Regions from separate parts of the Mus musculus genome. Here all the other regions are linked to region 1. A link is a contact called in public HiChIP or PLAC-seq data. All regions are on one chromosome and are shown on one strand. Each heading gives the region's core, a stretch centred on a gene start, on an enhancer-like site or on the middle of the called end of the contact. The rest is flanking DNA. Distances are from core to core; before and after follow the strand shown. Region 1 holds the start of 4933406C10Rik (RIKEN cDNA 4933406C10 gene). Region 2 holds the start of Pik3cg (phosphatidylinositol-4,5-bisphosphate 3-kinase catalytic subunit gamma). Region 3 has its middle 60 kb from the start of Gm33308.

The links. HiChIP or PLAC-seq counts read pairs in DNA pulled down with a chosen protein or histone mark.
Region 2: a contact with region 1 is called in an H3K4me3 HiChIP or PLAC-seq map of bone marrow-derived macrophages, with 6 times the contacts expected there. The contact joins the promoter of Pik3cg here to the promoter of 4933406C10Rik in region 1. A contact is called at or near these places in 1 of 39 promoter capture datasets (pre-B cells), 1 of 115 datasets of contacts at active chromatin or transcription factors (bone marrow-derived macrophages) and 1 of 9 other capture datasets (adipose tissue).
Region 3: a contact with region 1 is called in an H3K4me3 HiChIP or PLAC-seq map of the 230-238 cell line, with 9 read pairs. The contact joins the enhancer-like site here to the promoter of 4933406C10Rik in region 1. A contact is called at or near these places in 3 of 39 promoter capture datasets (hippocampal neurons, liver and pre-B cells), 2 of 115 datasets of contacts at active chromatin or transcription factors (the 230-238 cell line and bone marrow-derived macrophages) and 1 of 9 other capture datasets (adipose tissue).

The regions. Positions count from the first base shown.
Region 1 is chr12:32,952,308-32,955,390 of GRCm38.p6, reverse strand. 4933406C10Rik (RIKEN cDNA 4933406C10 gene) reads left to right here and starts at 1,602. Exons shown (of 6, transcript NR_044986.1): 1 at 1,602-1,886; 2 at 2,020-2,193. Sypl (synaptophysin-like protein) reads right to left here and starts at 1,205. Exons shown (of 5, transcript NM_198710.3): 1 at 1,032-1,205. The coding sequence starts at 1,100.
Region 2 is chr12:32,207,194-32,210,276 of GRCm38.p6, reverse strand. It overlaps Pik3cg (phosphatidylinositol-4,5-bisphosphate 3-kinase catalytic subunit gamma), which reads left to right and starts at 1,618. Exons shown (of 11, transcript NM_001146200.2): 1 at 1,618-1,759.
Region 3 is chr12:32,305,156-32,308,238 of GRCm38.p6, reverse strand. No RefSeq gene overlaps it. Among named protein-coding and RNA genes, the nearest start is that of Gm33308, 60 kb to the right of the region's middle. Within about 2 kb of position 1,643, at least 81 of the 459 cell types and tissues checked have an H3K27ac peak or open chromatin away from gene starts, as enhancers often do. A contact at or near this core is called in the 230-238 cell line, adipose tissue, bone marrow-derived macrophages and 1 more, where this site is marked.

The sequences.
Region 1 (3,083 bases), core at 353-2,852:
TTACTTAAGTGAAAATCTAAATTATTAAACTGAATTGTAACATTCAATGAGACTAAATGTAAGGTTCATTCTTAACACACATTTCTTTGATTTCTCCCCTATGACTTTTGGAATTAAAATAACAACCTTCTTCTAAACTTAGGGTTGCACAGAAAGTCACGTGTCTTTTGCCAGTTGCAAGAGCAGCATTTCAGTTTTCACAAAATTGAAGGCATAAAGTGTAAATACAAAAATCAGAGCGAGCAGTCATCAGTCATCGGAGAACTTCAAGCTCTTCGTTAAAACACACGCACGAAACCGGAGAGTTCTTATTTTTCACCCTCAACATGAACTGTGAAGGAATTAAACGTTATCGGCTACGAAACACTACCTGACTGCACACGGGGCAAATAAATGCCAAGTGCTTACATTAACTCTTCAAGTCAGCACCCAACTATAGTGGGCCGCTAAGTTTGAAGGAAAATCGCAGAGCTTGATAAACTAGCTGCACGTGACAAGGTCTAACTTGTAAGTCTCCTTTGATGTTAATGATTGCTTGGCAGGAAAGGGCAGAAAGCTGACTTTCCAAGCAGGATGTTGCTATAAACAATCTCGACGTCCAGGCCAGGCGTTAAATGGGCCGACAATTTAATGCGTCGGGGCAAGGGCTTTGCCTCGGCTTCTCTGACACACACTATTTTTAACAGGAGCCCATACCCGCCGCCAGCGAAGGGCGCAACCCAGGTCTAGCCTCGCCCGCGGAAGCCGCGGGCCTCCGGGCGGTCGGTATCAGTTGGACCGCAGCAGGAAATCCTGTCTTCCTTTGCGGATGGCAGTGGAGCCTGAGAAAAAAAAGCGAGCGAGCTTCCACGCCTCCGCGGCTAGGGGCGGCCGGGAGAAGCCGCCCACACCGGCGACTCGACTCGACGCCGGCCGCCATCTCCGCCCCGCGGCCTTCGAGCGTGGGGGACTCCCTCACGACCGCGTCCCCGCCTCCCGGCAAGGCGCCCCGCGCTGGACCGGGCGAGGTCGGCGTCGCAAGCTGCACTCACCCACTCGAGGATCTTGATGAAGCCGAGCGGCTCCTTGAGCGGGTTGAGGTTGATCTGGAAGGCGGACATCCTCTGAGGGAAAGGAGGGAAGAGAGTCAGGACGCGGGGCGGAGGAGGGGAGCGGCGAGACCGGAGCGACTCCGCGGCGAGAGCGGGAGGCGGAGCCGGCGGGGCTGGGGGCGGGGCCGGAGGGGTGGGGACGAAGGGGCATCGGGGCGGGACGGCCTGGCCTTTAAGGCGGGGCCGGGCGGCCGTTGAGTCCGCGCCCAGGAGACAGAGAGGGCGAGCCGAGACCAGGCCGAGGAGGGACTGGGAAGGGCTGGCTCCTCCCCCGGCCGCACCTGACTCAGCCGGCTGAACCGCTGACGAACCATGTTGGCTTTGGAAGCCATGCGTGTGCCGCGCCCCCTTCCCCAAAGCCTAGCTCTGTCTCTAACGCGCACGCGCGCTCCCTAGGCCCCAGACTCTTTTCCGGCCTTTGCGAGCGCGCGACGGGGGTGGGTGGGGTCGGGGGACAGCTGCGCCTGCGCAGCACGGCCCTCCACCTCGGTGGCGTTCTGGTTGCTATGCCCTTTTGTGGCTGTGACTGCCCGCCCTCACAACGGCCCGTTTTCTTCCCAGTGCTCTGAACTTTTGGGCAAATGTGTCAAGTGTGTACACAGACAAAGCCTCACTTCAAAGCTCGTGTTCAGGGCCCTTAAAGTCATAGTTATTGCAAAACTGCGGCCGTCTGGCGAACCTGCCTTATGTAAGGGTGCTTGAACGTATGATTCACCAAACATTTCCGCAGACATCGCAAAGTTGTTGGAGCCAGAGTAGGAGAAAGACCACCCATTTGAGATCATGGCTTGACAGGTCTCACAGGACAACTCATCTCTCCACCTCTATCCCCGTTTGGCGAGGCCTGTATTTCGTGCCGTTTTTTTTTGGGGGGGGGCGGGGGAGTGGGGGGGGGTCAAGTTAACTCATCTTTCATGATTTGTCTTAGGGAACACTCCCTCCTGCCACCAGAATGGGACCAATCTAGACATCTCTTCTCTGGCTTCCTTGTGCCTGGCCTTTTTTGGAGGGTTGGGATAGTGGCCTGTCTTCATGCATGGTGAGATAACACCAACATCGAAGGAAGATCTTTGCCACAGAGGATCCTAGTTCCAGCTCCCAGGTACTTATTTATATTTCCTAAATGTCAGTGGAGTATTCCATTAGAACTGACCACTACCCATGAACAGTTACTACCAAGCTAACACTTCCTCCTTCCTTCACTCTTATTTCCGTGTATTCCACTCAGCATTTCTCTTTAAGTCTTAAAAAAAAAAAGTTATTTTCTGCTGAGACCTGTTGGATAGGAACCCACAAGTAAATCACTTAGCTGTGCTTCAAAGGAAAAAGTATTCAAAGTAGAATTATACAAAATAGCCAAAAATATATTCAATGTAATTTCAAAATGAAATAGATGCTAACAGGATGGGATAATGCTCATCTTGCAACTTTATAGAGCTGAGAGGTCTGAAACAATTTGTACTCCCATGGTTTGTTCCTGTAGTCCTGTCACCAGGCAGCTGGCTGAGGTTTGCTTGACTGCACAGTTGGATAGGAATTGTGGGAAGGATAGGCAGGGGAAGCAAGTGAGGAGCTGGTCTCTTGTAGCCTTCATTTCTGTCAGGCAGCAGTGAGTGGTGGCTGAATCCCGACAGAAGCAGCAGCAAGTGGCACCCTCTAGTGTTGCAGCCCTCATAACTCAACCTTACAAATGTTCCGGTTTGTAAGTCTAGAACACTGGGGTTCCTCAACCCTTGGCAGCTCTTGGCCCAGGATGAGACCTTTGGCCCTGAAGGCTTAACAGCTATCTGGAGCTCTTGTGGTGCCAGGGCCTGCCCTTGCTCTTCTCTGGCTGATTATAAGGTTTTATCCGTTAGTCTTGGCTCTCTACCTCAGCTGCTAGGACTGTTCACTTCTGCCGCCTTAGACACAGGGTACCTGCTACTTCTGTGTGTGCCATTTTGCCGCCACTGCTTTCCAGTCTCTGCTGCTTTCTGTTCTGTGTCATCTTAT
Region 2 (3,083 bases), core at 369-2,868, 750 kb after region 1:
TTCACCTGCTGTCAGGGCCCCCCCAAACACACACACACACACACACACACACACTGAGTGAAGCATAACTTGGTAAGTCTTCCCCCCTAAACAATTCAAGCTACCCTGAGACTTGTAAAGATACCAACCTCTCAAGGAAGTATGCTTACATAGAAATATGCTTTGGAAAGCTGAAATACCCCCTTTACATATCTGAAATTCAGCAGCCTTTGAATCAAGACTTGACCACTGCTATTGACTCTTAAACCACTATTTTAAAGCTAAGACCCAAAGGACTTTATCTTTTATGTACTGTTTTCCTTGTTGCTGTGACAAAGCATCCAACAGAAGCAATTTAAGGCAGAACGGGAGTTATTTTGGTTCCCAATTTGAGGGTACAGTGCATCGTGGCAGGAAAGTCATGCCGGCAGGATCATAGAGCAGCTGCTAACATTGCATCTGCCATCAGGAAGCAGATGAACAGGGCCTGCCGTTCTCTGGCTTTCTCCCATCCAGAACTGCAGCTCCCATGTTTAGAGTGGACCTTTATATACTTCACCTAAGCCAGTCTAGAGACAGGCTTATAGGGATGCACAGAGATTTGTCTCTTAGATTCCAGATCCTGTCACGTTTACAATCTGTACGAACCATCACAAGGACTGTGTGAGAGGAAATAGAACAGGTCAGAGACTCTATCTCAATATCCACGAAGCTCAAAGAAACTCATGAGGCTGTGCTTCGGAGGGCTGTGTGAGGCTCCTCTATCCTTCTTGCTGTTCCAGCTGGAATCCTTGACAGCCTAGTGGGGGAGAATAAGCCCTGGTATAGAGACCCCTGGAACAGGGGACGACTGGCTATGCTTAGGGTTGTAGAAGGAATTGAGGTTACTTGGAAAATATAGGACTGCTTTAAGAAGAATTCAGAGCCTGCCTCCTCCCTGTTCTCCAAGCCTGTGGAAACTGGAAGCCATCTCTCAGTGATTACCTGCCTGGAGCAGGCAGTTTCTAGCTCCCTAATGTCGCCAGGAGAGCAATGTCCTCCTGTTTTGTCTGACTAATTCATTTTCACACACACACACACACACACACACACACACACTCAGCATATCAGCAACAGGCACACACATTGCATGCTGCAGGACTTTCAGTTTGTGATATTTTGAGACTTGAATGGTCTAGAAGGGAGGCAGGGGGAGGTCTCACCAATGTAAGGAAGTGAGTTCCCAGGCTTTGCTCTTGCAAGCATCCAGACTGAGCCCAACAGTCCACAGTTACAACACACACACACACACACACACACACACACACACACTAGGGCTTATTCGAATTCTCAAAGGGAAATAGATTTCACTACAAGCAATCCAATACTGTGGCTACGCAGCCCTTTCTTCTACTTATTGCTAGCTACACACACGCTTCATTTGTTTATGCCTTGGGTATATTTTTGGTTTGTCTGAGTCTCTCACAATCTTTGAAGAGTTAATTCAAAGAGTGAGAGAAATAGTAAGGCAAACACCGTTCTCTGTTCCGCTCTGCTCTGTGTGTGCTTCAGCAGGAAATGCATTTCTGACACTTTTAAAATGAGCAATCACATGTATAATCAACTTGGTTAAAACTTCCTTCCTGGTAACTGCAACACTTCCTCTGCATCTGGATATGAAGGGAGCCCCAGAAAAGAGGAAGAGACGAGGTGCCCCGGGTAGGTCTAGATTCGTTTTTTTTTTTTTTTTCCTAAAGTAAACAAATGATCCTCCTCCGCATCACCTCCAGGGCTGCCTCAGGTACGACTGCTTTCTGTTGTTTGCTCTTTGCTTGGTATGACTTGGAACAGTAACACCTTCCTTCTCAGCTAGAATCTTTTTGTCTGGATCCATTGCCGGTTCAAGCTGAGCCAACCCCCGAGCGTCTGAGTTTCCTTGTCTCGGCGCGCTTAGACTGTGTACATCCACAAAGTTCCGTCCAGCAAGGGCTTGCAGGTGCACTAGTTCTTTCTGTTTTTGTTTGTGCGGAAAGGGGCGGCCACAGAGCCCGTGACGGACAGGCTCCAGAGTCGACCAAGTGCTTGCTTGGGAATTCTGTCCAGACAGTGTTTTTGTAAGAGGACAAAGCTACTTAGTCCCAGCCATGAGGAAACCCAGTGAGTATTTGGTCAGCCTTTTCTCTTCTGTACCTTGTATCGTGCTATATAGCGTGAGTTCCTGCTGTCACTGAGGCAGATAACTGAGTTATATTTGTATGCTTAAATTTGGACATGTTTTATTTTAAGTTCATGTCAGTATCAAAATAGTTTATGGTTCTTTTCTTTGTTGGTTATTCTATACTATACCAAAAGACCAAAGTGAATGCTTTAAGCTACCAAGCAACAGTTGTTTGGGACAGTTGGTTTCATTTATTTACTAAGTATAGCTTCATTATATTTTAAAAGGAGGGAGAATTGACTTTTAAAATAGTTTAACCCAAGAATTGTACATAAGTTGAGATCCAATGTAACTTGTCTTTTATAGCTTTTAATCAAGATCTCCTTTGGGGTATATAATTAACACTCCACTGTTCTTCAGGAAAAACTAATTATGGATCTCATTAACATCAATTAGAGAGTAAATGATATTTTCTGAAATATTTTGTTTCAATATTTGAATGTGGTTTAGAATATAATGTAGTACCAATGTAGCAATGTTAAATATTAAAATCAAAATTTTTATGAATCATTTTTATGGATTATTTTTTAGTTTTGGAACTCTGAGCATTTCAGTCATTAGTTGATGGGTTCATAGTTATGCTTAAATACCTTGTAGAGGGCAAATACCTAAATATAGGTAATATGATGGGAACAAATTTGTAAATTCCTGCTATGGAGATGAAAATATTAGGACATAAGGAAACTGAATTATTGTTTCGGGTCATGGGAGGGCAGGAATCACGTCTTCTACTGTGTCCCCTCTAAAGCAGAGGCAGGCCAAACCAACTGGCTCAGTTAAAATTACCTAAAAGTTCATATTGGTAAAGTCCATGTATGTTAGCACCTCCCCCTGCCCTAATATAGCAGTGATAGCTGGAATGCTCTGCATTCCATGACCAAAATGGTATGTGTGGGGACACGGCTTT
Region 3 (3,083 bases), core at 394-2,893, 650 kb after region 1:
CACTGCATCTTACCAGCAAAGACCCACCAGGCCTTGACCTCTTCCCAGTCAGGGTTTCATTCAACGAGTCAAGACTGTAGATGTTAAAATACATGCAGAACACACTGGGATCTGAAAGATGGCTCATTTTGCTTTATTTAGTTGTGGGTTTATTTGTTTGGCTGTTTTCCACATTAGGGGGAAGGGGAAGAAAAGTGCATTGTGAGTGAATCAAACCACAGGAGATCCCAAGAGGATAAAGCACAGGCGGTGAACACTGAAAACCATCAGCCACATATTATTGACTGAGATGACTGACTCTAGTTAAAGGTAAGGGTCATGAGATGTCTCAGTGTTGAAAGTGTTTGCTACATTAAAGCATGAAGAAGCCAGTTCTGATCCTCAGAACCCATGTAAAAGTTAGGTGTGGCAGTGTGTATCTGTAACCCCAGAGCCTGGTGGAATCGAGAGATAAGCTCACTTGCCAGCCAATCTAGCCGACAGTGAGCCCCAGCCCAGCAAGAGACCCTGTCTCAAAATAAAACAATAAGAATGTGAGACAAGACGGAGCACACCCTATGTCAACCTTTGACCTCCACACATCCAGTGAGCAAGCACACCAGCACCGGGGTCATTGTAATTTCCTTCAGATTGAAATGTTTCCTCCTCCAGCCTCATGCGGTAAACCAAAGGTCGGGTGATACAGAAGCTTAGAAGGTTCCTGAAGGTTGCTAGCCCACAGTGTAAAAGGGAGGAAGCAGTTGCTGGGAGTGGAGACCGAGCCTCAAAACAGTGGGAAGAAAGTCACCTGTTCAGATTGCGAAATGACCTGCAAGCTGCTTAAAGAGCCCCAGGGTTGTAGTTTAGGGGCATCTTATCTCTCTCAAGGCAGGCTTTCCCATGATGCAGCTCTTTTTGTACAAGCCCTGCTCCAGGTCAGTAACCTCTCACCCACACTCCTGTTACTGACCATGGCCTTACTGCAACTCGTTTCCCACCAACTAGGACAGAGCTGGAGTCGTTAGTTTGATCTGTTATGGCCCCTCTTTCTGGAATAAGTAGAAATGTTTATGGCATATAAGCCAGGAAAATTCTGTCACACAAAGCACACACACACACACACACACACACACACACACACACACGCACACACACACATACACACAAATAAAAATTTAAAGAAGTCAATGAGAAGGATAGTTTGGCTTCCTCTTAGGAATGAAGGACCTGAGTGTTCTCATATGGCAGGAAGGACTCACACATAGGTAGCAGGCTTCTTGTAGGAGTAACTTACCTTTCACCTCTATAGCCGAAATCAAAAGTGTTGACCTCGCTTTGCACTTGGGTCCCTCCACTTACAGGCGTTGGAGTGTGGGCAAGCTCAGTTATTCACCTCCCTCATCACTTCCACTGTATTCTTCCAAACTGGAAACATACTCATGAGCTGATAGCTTTCAAATATGAACTTTATTAATGATGAAACAGGAATGAAGAACTCAGTATGAGCTTTGTAGTGGCTAGTTCTTTGTTTGACCCAAGCTAGTGTTAACTGGGAAGAGAGAACCCCAGTTGAGAAAATGCTTTCCTCAGAGTGGAAGTCTTTGGTCATTTTCTGGATTAATGATTGATATGGGAAGGCCAAGCACACTGGAGGTGGTGCCAGCCCTGGGCAGATGGTCTTGGGTTGTGTAAGCAGGTTGAGCAAACCATGAATCACCCTCCATCCTCTGCTCCACTGCTGCCTTTAGGTTCCTGTCTTAACTTCCTTTCATGGTAGACTGTAAGCTGTAAGACAAAACAGACCCTTTCCTTTGCAAGTTGCTTTTGGTCGTGGTGTTTATCACGGAAATAGAAATGAAACTGGGACAGGCTTCAACCCAAAATATCCTTCCCTGAAACTGAACTCGCAAATCCAGCGCTATGCTTACTATATGAGTATCTCGGCTTGCTTTCTGTTGCTGTGATAAAACACTGTGACCAAAAGCAAAAAGAAATGTGTCCTTTCCTGTCGTCCAACCAGTAAGCAGATTTCCCCCTGCTCTCTCTCTATAATGTCCTCTGCCAACTGATCAAGGAGGATGTTTTGAGCTTTTGTCTGCTGATCACTTGACCAGATGACAAGAAAGCTTTTTATTTTGCAAAAATCCAACACCATTGTATTAGCTCTCATATGTGTGCCTGGCCTGCCCATGCTCATGGAGCAGAAGACTTTACAGAATTTCCGAGGCACCACTGTGCAAATTTATCTGTAGATTCTACACCACGTCTTTAAAAAGAAATAGAAATCTAACCCTAAACTTCATATGCAAATACAAGAGCCCCAGGGACCTACATGAGTTTGCAAAGGAGGAACATGATCAGAAGACTTGCATTTCCCAATTTCAGAACTTACTGAGAAAGTCCAGTGATCTATACAGTGTGGGTTGGTCAAGGTCAGGCTCAGAGATCAATGGGGTAGAATCGAGAGCCGAAGAATAGACTCTTACCTTTATTGTCAGTTGATTCTCAACACAGCCGAGAAACTTTATTAGAAAAGAAAAGTCTGTTGAATAAGTAGCTTTGGCAATTTGCATTTTTTAAAACATGAAGTCATATCCTAGCTCACGCTACATACAAAAGTTAACTCAAACAAAATCAAAGACCCCATTCTAAAAGCATAGACTTCTTAGAAGAAAAGTATAACCATAGACCTTGGTTGAAGCAATGGATTCTTAGCTATACTATCAAAAGTACAGTTAATAGAAGAAAACTATCTAAATGGATACTACAGAATTTAAAGGGGAAATGGGCCTGTCAATGTACGCAATAAAGAAAGTAAAAGACAATTCATAGAATGGGAGGAAAAGTCTGCAAATCATTTATCTAGCAAAAAGAACTCATATCTATAATATATAAAAAGTTCTTACAACTCAACAGTAAAAAAAACTGATACAGGCATGAGAACACAATCAAGACTATTCACCATCAGAGTGAAAGGCAAACCACTGCTGGTTTCTTGTACATTATGATGCTATAACAAAAAAATAAAAAATAAAAAAGTCCCGTATGTTTTCCTGTTCCCAATGGGAGCAACTTTTCCCTTTCTCTCTACAGTATTTGACAAA